2 separate regions of the Pan troglodytes genome follow, and region 2 is linked to region 1. A link is a contact called in public Hi-C data. All regions are on one chromosome and are shown on one strand. Each heading gives the region's core, a stretch centred on a gene start, on an enhancer-like site or on the middle of the called end of the contact. The rest is flanking DNA. Distances are from core to core; before and after follow the strand shown.

Region 1 (4,165 bases), core at 811-3,310:
CTGTGACAAAAAGGTAGATTCCTGAGAAAGGCCAGATGGTCCTGACTTTTTTTTTTCTTTCTTTTTTTTTTTGAGACGGAGTTTTGCTCTTGTTGCCCAGGCTGGAGTGCAATTGCGCCATCTCGGCTTACCGCAGTCACCGCCTCCTGGGTTCAAACGATTCTCCTGCCCCAGCCTCCTGAGTAGCTGGGATTACTGGCATGCGCCACCACGCCTGGCTAATTTTGTATTTTTAGTAGAGACGGGTTTTCTCTATATTGGTCAGGCTGGTCTCAAACTCCTGACTTCAGGTGATCCGCCCGCCTCAGTCTCCCAAAGTGTGGGGATTACAGGCATGAACCACGGCGCCCAGCAAGGTCCTAAAGTATTTTAGAACCCACAGCTGAGGGAATGGCAGGCCGTCCTCTCTTAGTCACAGGGTTTAGCTCCTGAAACACTGCTACCTAGCAGAGGGGATCTAGTTGTCCCTCGGTGGAAGGTATTAAGGAAGATGCCACTGAAGAAACATTTGAACAGGATCTTGAAAGATGAATAGGAGTTTGGGAGTGGGTCAGGTGAAGTCAGCCGCGTTCCAGCTTGAAGGAGCCAAGGATTAAGGTTCTGGTGTGTGACAGAATGGAGCTGGAATCCCCATCACTTCTGGTGGACTTCATCAGTGCTGGAAAGGGACAATATTGTTGCTATCTCATAGAGCAGGTATGAGGTTTAGACGGCAGAGCGTTAATGTAAGTCTCCCAGGTTACGTATGAAATACAGTTTCACCAGGGTTGGTAAGGTCCAGTTGCCCCCAAGTGCAGAGAAGCGTTGCAACTTTCGTAGCAGGTGAGGGACGGGGTGTGGTGCGAAATGTGGGCAAGGGTCAGGCCAAGCAGGGATGCGAATGCCAGGACGAGGACTTAAAATTAGGCAAAAAAAAAAAAAAAAAAAAAAAAAAAGGGCTAAGGGATTGGTGGGGCGGGTGGGGCAGGAGAGGGCGAATGAGTGGCCACCGAGGAAGCTGCAGCATAATCCGGCAGAGCAGAAGTGGGCAAAGCACCAACGTTCTCGTTCTTTGTCTTCAAGTGGGCCAGGTAGGCCTTAGACCCTTGGCGGCAGCAGCGAAATCCTTTCCCGATGGGGTCGCCGAAGACGGACACCCCGGCGGGCCTAGTGACCGGTGGCCGCGCGCCACCTGGTGGCCGCAGCGGGTGAATTCGGCCGGGAGCCGCTGCAAAATTCGGGATTTTGCTTCCGGAAAGCTTCGGGAAACTGAGGTGGGAGGGGCAGGGGTTTGCGATCTTCCAACTTGATCCTGTCCTTATTCCAACCCCCTTTTACAGATAGGGAAACTGAGGAAAGGGGAAGGCAAACAAGGCTGGGCAAGGGATCCCTCTTAAACGGAAGGTTTCAAGACACCTGGGGTCAAGAGCCTAGGGCTTTCTTTAATAGCCCCAATGGCCCGGAGCTTAGTTTGCCCATCTGTTCTATGGGCAGGGGGAAAATGAAAGGGGAGGAGGGGAAACTTTAGTCTTTCCCGCCCACCCGGAGGTAAAAAGTCTTTAAAGACTACCCCGGAAAGAAGAATTTTATAGATTCCATTTGCATACGAACGCAGTCACCTCGAGTTAAACTCCGGTCCTTTAATCTCCGGTCCAATTTGTCCCGCAGCGGCAGGGAGAGGCCCACGTGAGTACCTTCAAGCCCCGCCTCCAGGGCCCCGCCCACAGGGCTGGGCTTCGTTGCACGTGCTCACCCGGCTGCCTCGCGATCCGCCTCCTCGCAAAGACTCATTGTTGGGGTGGGGGGTTACGAGGACTCTTAGGGAACTTTGATCAGGTAGAAATCACAATCAAGACAAGGCCCGGAAGTATCCGCTTACTACATAGACATCAAACGCTTTGTCATGGTTCTTGGTATTGACAGACTTTAGCTTTCCCTTCTCAGGACTTCTTATCCCTCCTTCCACCCCTTCAGTTGGTGCGGTCGGCGTGGCCGGCCTCGCAGAGCGGACTCCAACTTCCAGCGTGCCCCGCAGGGCCTTGCGCGGCAGAGGCGTGTGACGTCAGGGGAGGGAGCTGGCCAGTGCTGAGGGGGCGCGGCGCGGAGGGGCGCGGAGCGGCGCGGAGCCGGGCGGCTCGGGGCCCAGAGAGAGCCGCGGCCGGGAGCTCGCGGGCTCCTGACAACCTCCTCCCCTCGGCGGACGACGACCACGGCGACTAGGGCGCCCGTCATGGCGGAGCAGCAAACCCAGCGCGGACCCTAGGCACCACCGCATGGAGCGGGACGAACCGCCGCCTAGCGGAGGGGGAGGCGGCGGGGGCTCGGCGGGGTTCCTGGAGCCGCCCGCCGCGCTCCCTCCGCCGCCGCGCAACGGTGGGTGAGGGGCCTGCGACGCCCGGGCCAGGCAGGAACCGGCTTCCTGAGCCTCCGCCAGGGATCCCCCTCCTCTCTGCCGACCCTTGCCCTGGGAAGCCGCAGCGGCCCCGCGGCCCCTTAGGGTGGCCCTTCACCCCGTTCCCCCTTGGCGCGGACCCTCCCTCTCCTCCCCGGTCTCGCTCAGGGTGGATCCTCCTCCTTCGTCCCTGTTCCCTTCCGCGCGGACCCTCCCCCTGCCCGGGTCCCTGGGCACCGAGCTTCATTTCCCCCTCCCCCCGTCCCCTCTGCACAGGCTTCCCCTCCCCCCGTCCCCTCAGCACCAATCCTCCCTCCTCCCCCCGGGTCCCCTCCCCCTGTCTTCCCAGCGCCGAACCTTCCCCTCCCCCCGGGCCCCTCAGCTTGGAAGTCCCCCCCGCGGTCCGTCAGTGGGGGCATCCCCTCACTCGGGTTCCCTTAACGCAGAGCCTCTCTTTTCCCCTACAGGGGTTCCTCCTCCCACCGAGGACGCTCCCTTCTTGCCCTGTTGACCCGACTCCACAGCACCCTTGTACCGCTCAGCTTTCTAGAGCGTTTTCCTCTTCTGCAGCCTCGAGCGTTCTTCCTTGAATACTACGAGCCCCCTACCTCTGCCGAACCCCCGTTCGCTAGACATCCCCCAGTCGTTTCCTTTTTCGGACCCCTTCGCGCCTCCTGCTTCCCCTGCGCCTCACCTTCCTCAACGCCCCGCGCGCTCTGGCCGGTCTCCGCCCCTGCTCAGCTCCCCTCTCCGCCAGGCAACGGCTTTCCCTGGCCGAGGGCTCCAGCCCGCCCCGGGGCCCCAGACACCTGCCTCCTCCCGGCTTCTGCCCGGCAGGTCCCGGTCCCCACCTCTTAGTCTCAGTTCTCCTCTTTCTTGTCCCGATCCGGGACCCTGGGAGCTGAGAATCCCTCACCTGGCCCGGCACTTCCTACCGCTCGTCCCTCGCCCCCTCGCCCGGGCCGGGTCCTCAGGTTCCTCGGGGCTTCCTCGCCCTCCTCCTCTTCGCTCCCTCCCCCTGCGGGATGTTTTATTTGTATCTGTTTGATATTTTCCTCCTCGGTGTTTGCCGCGGAATGTTTTTATTGGTAACGTGTTAGGAGCTTTTGTGAGGTCGTAAAAGGTGAACTTTTGAACTTGGAAAGCGCCCTGGAGCAATTAGCGCAGGCGATCGCCCCGGGAGGCCTGCATTACAAAGGGTGCTCGCACCGGCCGGCAAACGCTCCGGCGGCAAACCCGATTTATTTATTTGCCCTGTTTTCCACCCTTCACATCTCCTCATTTCCGAATAAAGGGAGGCTCTCAGAGATCCGTGCCTCCTCCCCTCGCTGCGCCATAAACTCGCAATTCTCTGAAAGATCTAGGACCGAACAGTGTCTAACAAGTAACAGATTTCAAATTGAATGCAAACACCCGGGACAGTTAGGAGGCACTAAAAATTAACTGCTTCACCAAGAGGTTTCTCAATCAGGACAGTGACCTGGCAGGTGTGAGGAAAGTAACCTGAAAATAGGTCAGTTAGGCGCTCAATTGTTGAATGAGTGAGTAGCTACAGACGGTGGAAATCTTGGGTTGGATCCGTGCCTTCATACGTTTATTAACTAGTCAAACATTTTGTTAGTTTAGGAGATCTGGTGTTTTTTACAAAAGGGAAAAGTCCGTGTAGAAGAGAGCTTGGTTAACTTCACTTGATGTTGCTGATCTTAAAAATAGTGATGTGTTTTCAGAGCTCTTTTTTTTTTTTTAATTTGTGTATGATGTATGATGGCTAGGTGGCTGGCCGTTCCGTGGGCT
Region 2 (4,165 bases), core at 430-2,929, 48 kb after region 1:
GCGGTGGGTCACACCTGTAATCCTAGCACTTTGGGAGGCCAAGGTGGACAGATTATTTTGAGCCTAGGAGTTTGAGACCAGCCTGGACAACATGATGAAACCCCGACTCTAGGCGTGTACCTGTAGTCCCAGTTACTTGGGAGGCTGAGGTGGGAGGATCACCTGAGGCCCTGGAGGTTGAGGCTGCAGTGAACCAAGAGATTGCACCACTGCATTCTAGCCTGGGTGTCGGGAGTGAGACCCTGTCTCAGAAAAAAAGTAAATTAAATTTTGGTATATCTTGCCATATTGGTAGATGCCCACCAAGGAGAGTTCTACATGTGTTGGTGGGATGAACAGGCAAGATGAAAAAACAAGATAAAAAATAGGCAAGATAAAAAGAAAGCCTGGCACCACGAACTTGCTCTGGCTTTGCATTCAACTGTCATGTGACTGGGGATCCCAAAGATATTTTTTTGTGGATTCTTCCAGCTACAAAAGAGAAATGTGTACATCTCAGCTAGCGTACCCTAAAATTCCAGTATTCTGTCACATGTCCTAATGGATTTATTCCTAGTTGTCAAGCTATGTGTCACAATTTTTGGTCTCAGAAAGTAGTTTATATAAGCCCAAATGTCTGCAGAGAGTGAACTTAAGACTGAATGTTACAGATGAAGGAAGAAAAGGAAATTACCATTTACTTGTGTATTTGGTATTCCTTGTGTGCCAGGCACTTTGCGTATATTCAGTAAGTGTGAGAAGGATTATAGCATGTAAAATGATCTGATTTTAAGTTTGACTTGGTAATAGTTCATTTAACGCACTTATTGTTCTTTTCTCCCTCCCTACTTTGGGTGCCAAGCTGAGACATAGTTCTTGCCCAGAAAGGACTCTGGTTTAATCAGGAAGGCAGACACAAAATATGATGTGGCTTTTACCACATAATAGTAAGGATAGCTAATAGTTGCTATGCACAGAATGTTTCACATGCATTTTTTATTAAGCATTCATAAGATTTGTTTAAAAAGATACAATCCCCATCTTACAGATGAGAACTATGAGGCCTGAAGAGATTAAATGACTCACCCCAAAGTACCTAGTGAAGTATCTGAGACTTCAGAGCCCCTGCTTTATTAAATAATTAATTTCTATCCTGTCTCTGGCTGTCTTGATTGTGACAGATCTCAAATGCTGATGGTGGAAGACTTTAAGGCAGTGTAATGATTTATAACATATATAATCAGGGTTTTTGTGTAAAAGAATGAAGACTATTTTTGAAGTGTCATCTGGGCCTCTTCTGCGTGTATTAGGGTGGTTTTGGACACAAAGTAGAAGGATTCATTGTGGAATAGGTTCCCGAGTTGTCTTCTGTGGCTCAGATTCAGGATTATTCCACTATTTTTCAAGTAAGTTCTTTCCTGAAGCAACTTAAGATAGTTCACAAATCTCCCTTGTTTCCTCCCTTTATGTCCCTTTTTCTCTACAACACTGTTAGTGATTTTGCTATGTCACATTCATAACAGTTCTGAGTGCCTGCTTCCAAAGCTTCAGTTGATTCTGTGGCATTGCTGCTAGATCAAGCCTTCTGAATGTGGTCTTTTGCTGAGGAGTTCCCTTCTGATAAAGATTCTTTTGATCAGGGTAGGGGTGGTATGAGATCCAGAGCTTAGGGTGAACTCTCATCCCCTTGACCTCTGCCCCTATTTGAGTTTATACTGACTTGGTAGGGACTCCCTATGGAGCCGAGAGTTTAGCACTTGTTTACAGTTGATGAAAAGATAGTTGCATTCAAAGGCGGTTGTTGGGTCCTTGGATAGTCTTGGATGTCTGCCACTATCTCTGGTGGGTGAAGGGATTGCTTGAATATCTAAGTCTGGAGATTTTAATGAATGACTAAGAAGGAATGAGAAGAAATTCTGAGGCTAGTTAGGTTCTGCAGTTGTTCTTTCCATGGGAGCAATATTGCAGTAACATTTTCAGATGAGACAAAGACTTTTAATAAACATTTGTTTTATTTTATTAAAAAAAAGCTGAAAGGGGTTGCTTAAATTCAGTGCTTGATAACAAGGGAATACATGGGAATTCTTCTCTTCCTTTTTTGAACTCTTGCCAAAGAGAAAACCTTCTGTGTTAGGCAAACGTATCAGTAGTGGGGGGATACCCTAGATTAAAGCCACTGTCTTCAAAGTTGTACATAGTTTTACAAATTAACTTTTTTTTTCTAAATATCTCACATATTCTAAGCATGCTGAGGCTATAATAACTCAGTTCTAACTGAGGCCCTTTCTGGGTACTCTTTGGTCAACCGGGACCACTCTTTGCCTCTTTACCCGAAGCTACTTTGTTTTTGTTTTATTTTGGTCCAGTATTTGTCACAGATATGATCTGAAAGAAAAGATAAGCCTCTCTCTTTGAAGAGAGCCGACAGTCATTGTGAACCAAAATTGAATGTGCTTTGTTGGTAAGCATAAGAAAATCAAAACTGCAAAATAAGATTCAAAGTGAAAATACAGTGTTAAAGATCTTTTTCATCTGTTAGTACAAAATTCCATGTCCTAAGTGTAGTCTGCCCTATAGATGTATTTTGTTTGACTTCCAGGATGTTTAAATAAAATCATGTTAGTTGTCAACATTTAAAATGTTCAAGATGGCCGGGCGTGGTGGCTCCCGCCTGTAATCCTAGCACTTTGGGAGGCTGAGGTGGGTGGATCACCTGAGGTCAGGAGTTCAAGACCAGCCTGGCCAACATGGTGAAACCCCGTCTCCACTAAAAATACAAAATTACCTGGGCGTGGTGGCGCATGCTTGTAATCCCAGCTACTTGGGAGGCTGATGGAGGCAGGAGAATTGCTTGAGCCCTGGAGGTGGAGGCCGCAGTGAGCCGAGATTGCGTCATTGCACTCTAGCCTGGGTGACAAGAGCAAAACTGCATTTCAAAAAAACCCAAAAACGTTCAAGAGTTTCAAAAAACTTTGGATTTCTGGCTTTCTTGATAAATTGTAATATCTAACATTGAGCTCAGATTTTTATATGGCACCTCTTGGCTGGAACAGAGTAGTGGCTGCCTTCTTTATATGGATTGGACACACGGTCTTTTGTCACCCAGGCTGGAGTGCAATGGTGCGATCATGGCTCACTGCAGCCTCGACCTCCTGGGCTCAAGCAGTTCTTCTCACCTCAGTCTCCCGAGTAGCTGGGACTATAGGCGCGCATTACCGCGGTGGGCTAATCTTTGTGTTTTTTTGTAGAGGTGGGGTTTCACCAGGTTGCTCAGGCTGGTTTCCAACTCCTAGACTCAAGCAATCCGCGCACCTCGGCTTCCCAGAGTGCTGAGATTACAGGTGTGAGCCACTGTGCTCAGCCTGCTGCCTTCTTTAAATGAGCGTATACTCTTAGGTTTTCACAGAACCTTGGTGGCCTCCTTTACCCATTTATGTTTCCTGCTAGTCTTCTGTAGGCATTTGAGTTTTCAGCTCCTACATTAAATAATTTTTAGGGATGATGAGAGTGTGGGAAAATGGGAACTCTTAAAAATGTAATCTGATACCTATTAAAACTGATAATGTGCAGGTTAATTTTTCAGACTTGGCAGTTTAAAATTTAAAAATATAAAATTTAAAATTACAGGCCAGGCGAGGTAGCTCACTCCTGTCATCCCAGCACTTTGTGGATCCCTTGAGCTCAGGTGTTTGAGACCAGCCTGGGCAACATGGCAAAACCTCATCTCTACAAAATATACAAAAATTAGCTGGGTGTGGCGGCACATGTCTGTAGTCCCAGCTACTTGGGAGGATCACTTGGTCCTGGGAGGTCGAGGCTACAGTGAGTTGTGATCGCACCACTGCACTCCAGCCTGGGCAACAGAGTGAGACCCTGTCTCCACCCTCCCCGCCACAAAAGAAAACTTAGGTTGAACAATTCATACGTCTAGGAATTTATCCTAAATACTTGACAGTTATGAAAAATGTATGTTTACAGATGCTGCTTTTAGCATTTATAATAGTAAAAAAAATTGGATAACCAGGCGTGCTGGTGCATGCCTGTCATCCCAGCTACTGGGGATGCTGAGGTGGGAGGATCACTTGAGCCCAGGAGGTGGAGGCTGCAGTGAGCCAAGATCGTGCCACTGTACTCCAGCCTGGGCAGCAGAACGAGACCCTGTCTTTAAAAAAAAAAAAAAAAAACA

The links. A called contact is a pair of places that touch in the nucleus more often than the background predicts.
Region 2: a contact with region 1 is called in a Hi-C map of induced pluripotent stem cells, with 2.1 times the contacts expected there. The contact joins the enhancer-like site here to the promoter of NR6A1 in region 1. A contact is called at or near these places in 2 of 7 Hi-C or Micro-C datasets (induced pluripotent stem cells and stem cell-derived neural progenitor cells) and 1 of 1 datasets of contacts at active chromatin or transcription factors (stem cell-derived excitatory neurons).

What each region holds. Positions count from the first base shown.
Region 1 is chr11:13,686,806-13,690,970 of NHGRI_mPanTro3-v2.0_pri, forward strand. NR6A1 (nuclear receptor subfamily 6 group A member 1) reads left to right here and starts at 2,061. Exons shown (of 10, transcript NM_001280163.1): 1 at 2,061-2,352. The coding sequence starts at 2,253.
Region 2 is chr11:13,735,157-13,739,321 of NHGRI_mPanTro3-v2.0_pri, forward strand. All of the region lies in intron 2 of NR6A1 (nuclear receptor subfamily 6 group A member 1), which reads left to right. Among named protein-coding and RNA genes, the nearest start is that of MIR181B-2, 24 kb to the right of the region's middle. Within about 2 kb of position 1,680, at least 1 of the 24 cell types and tissues checked has an H3K27ac peak or open chromatin away from gene starts, as enhancers often do. A contact at or near this core is called in induced pluripotent stem cells, where this site is marked.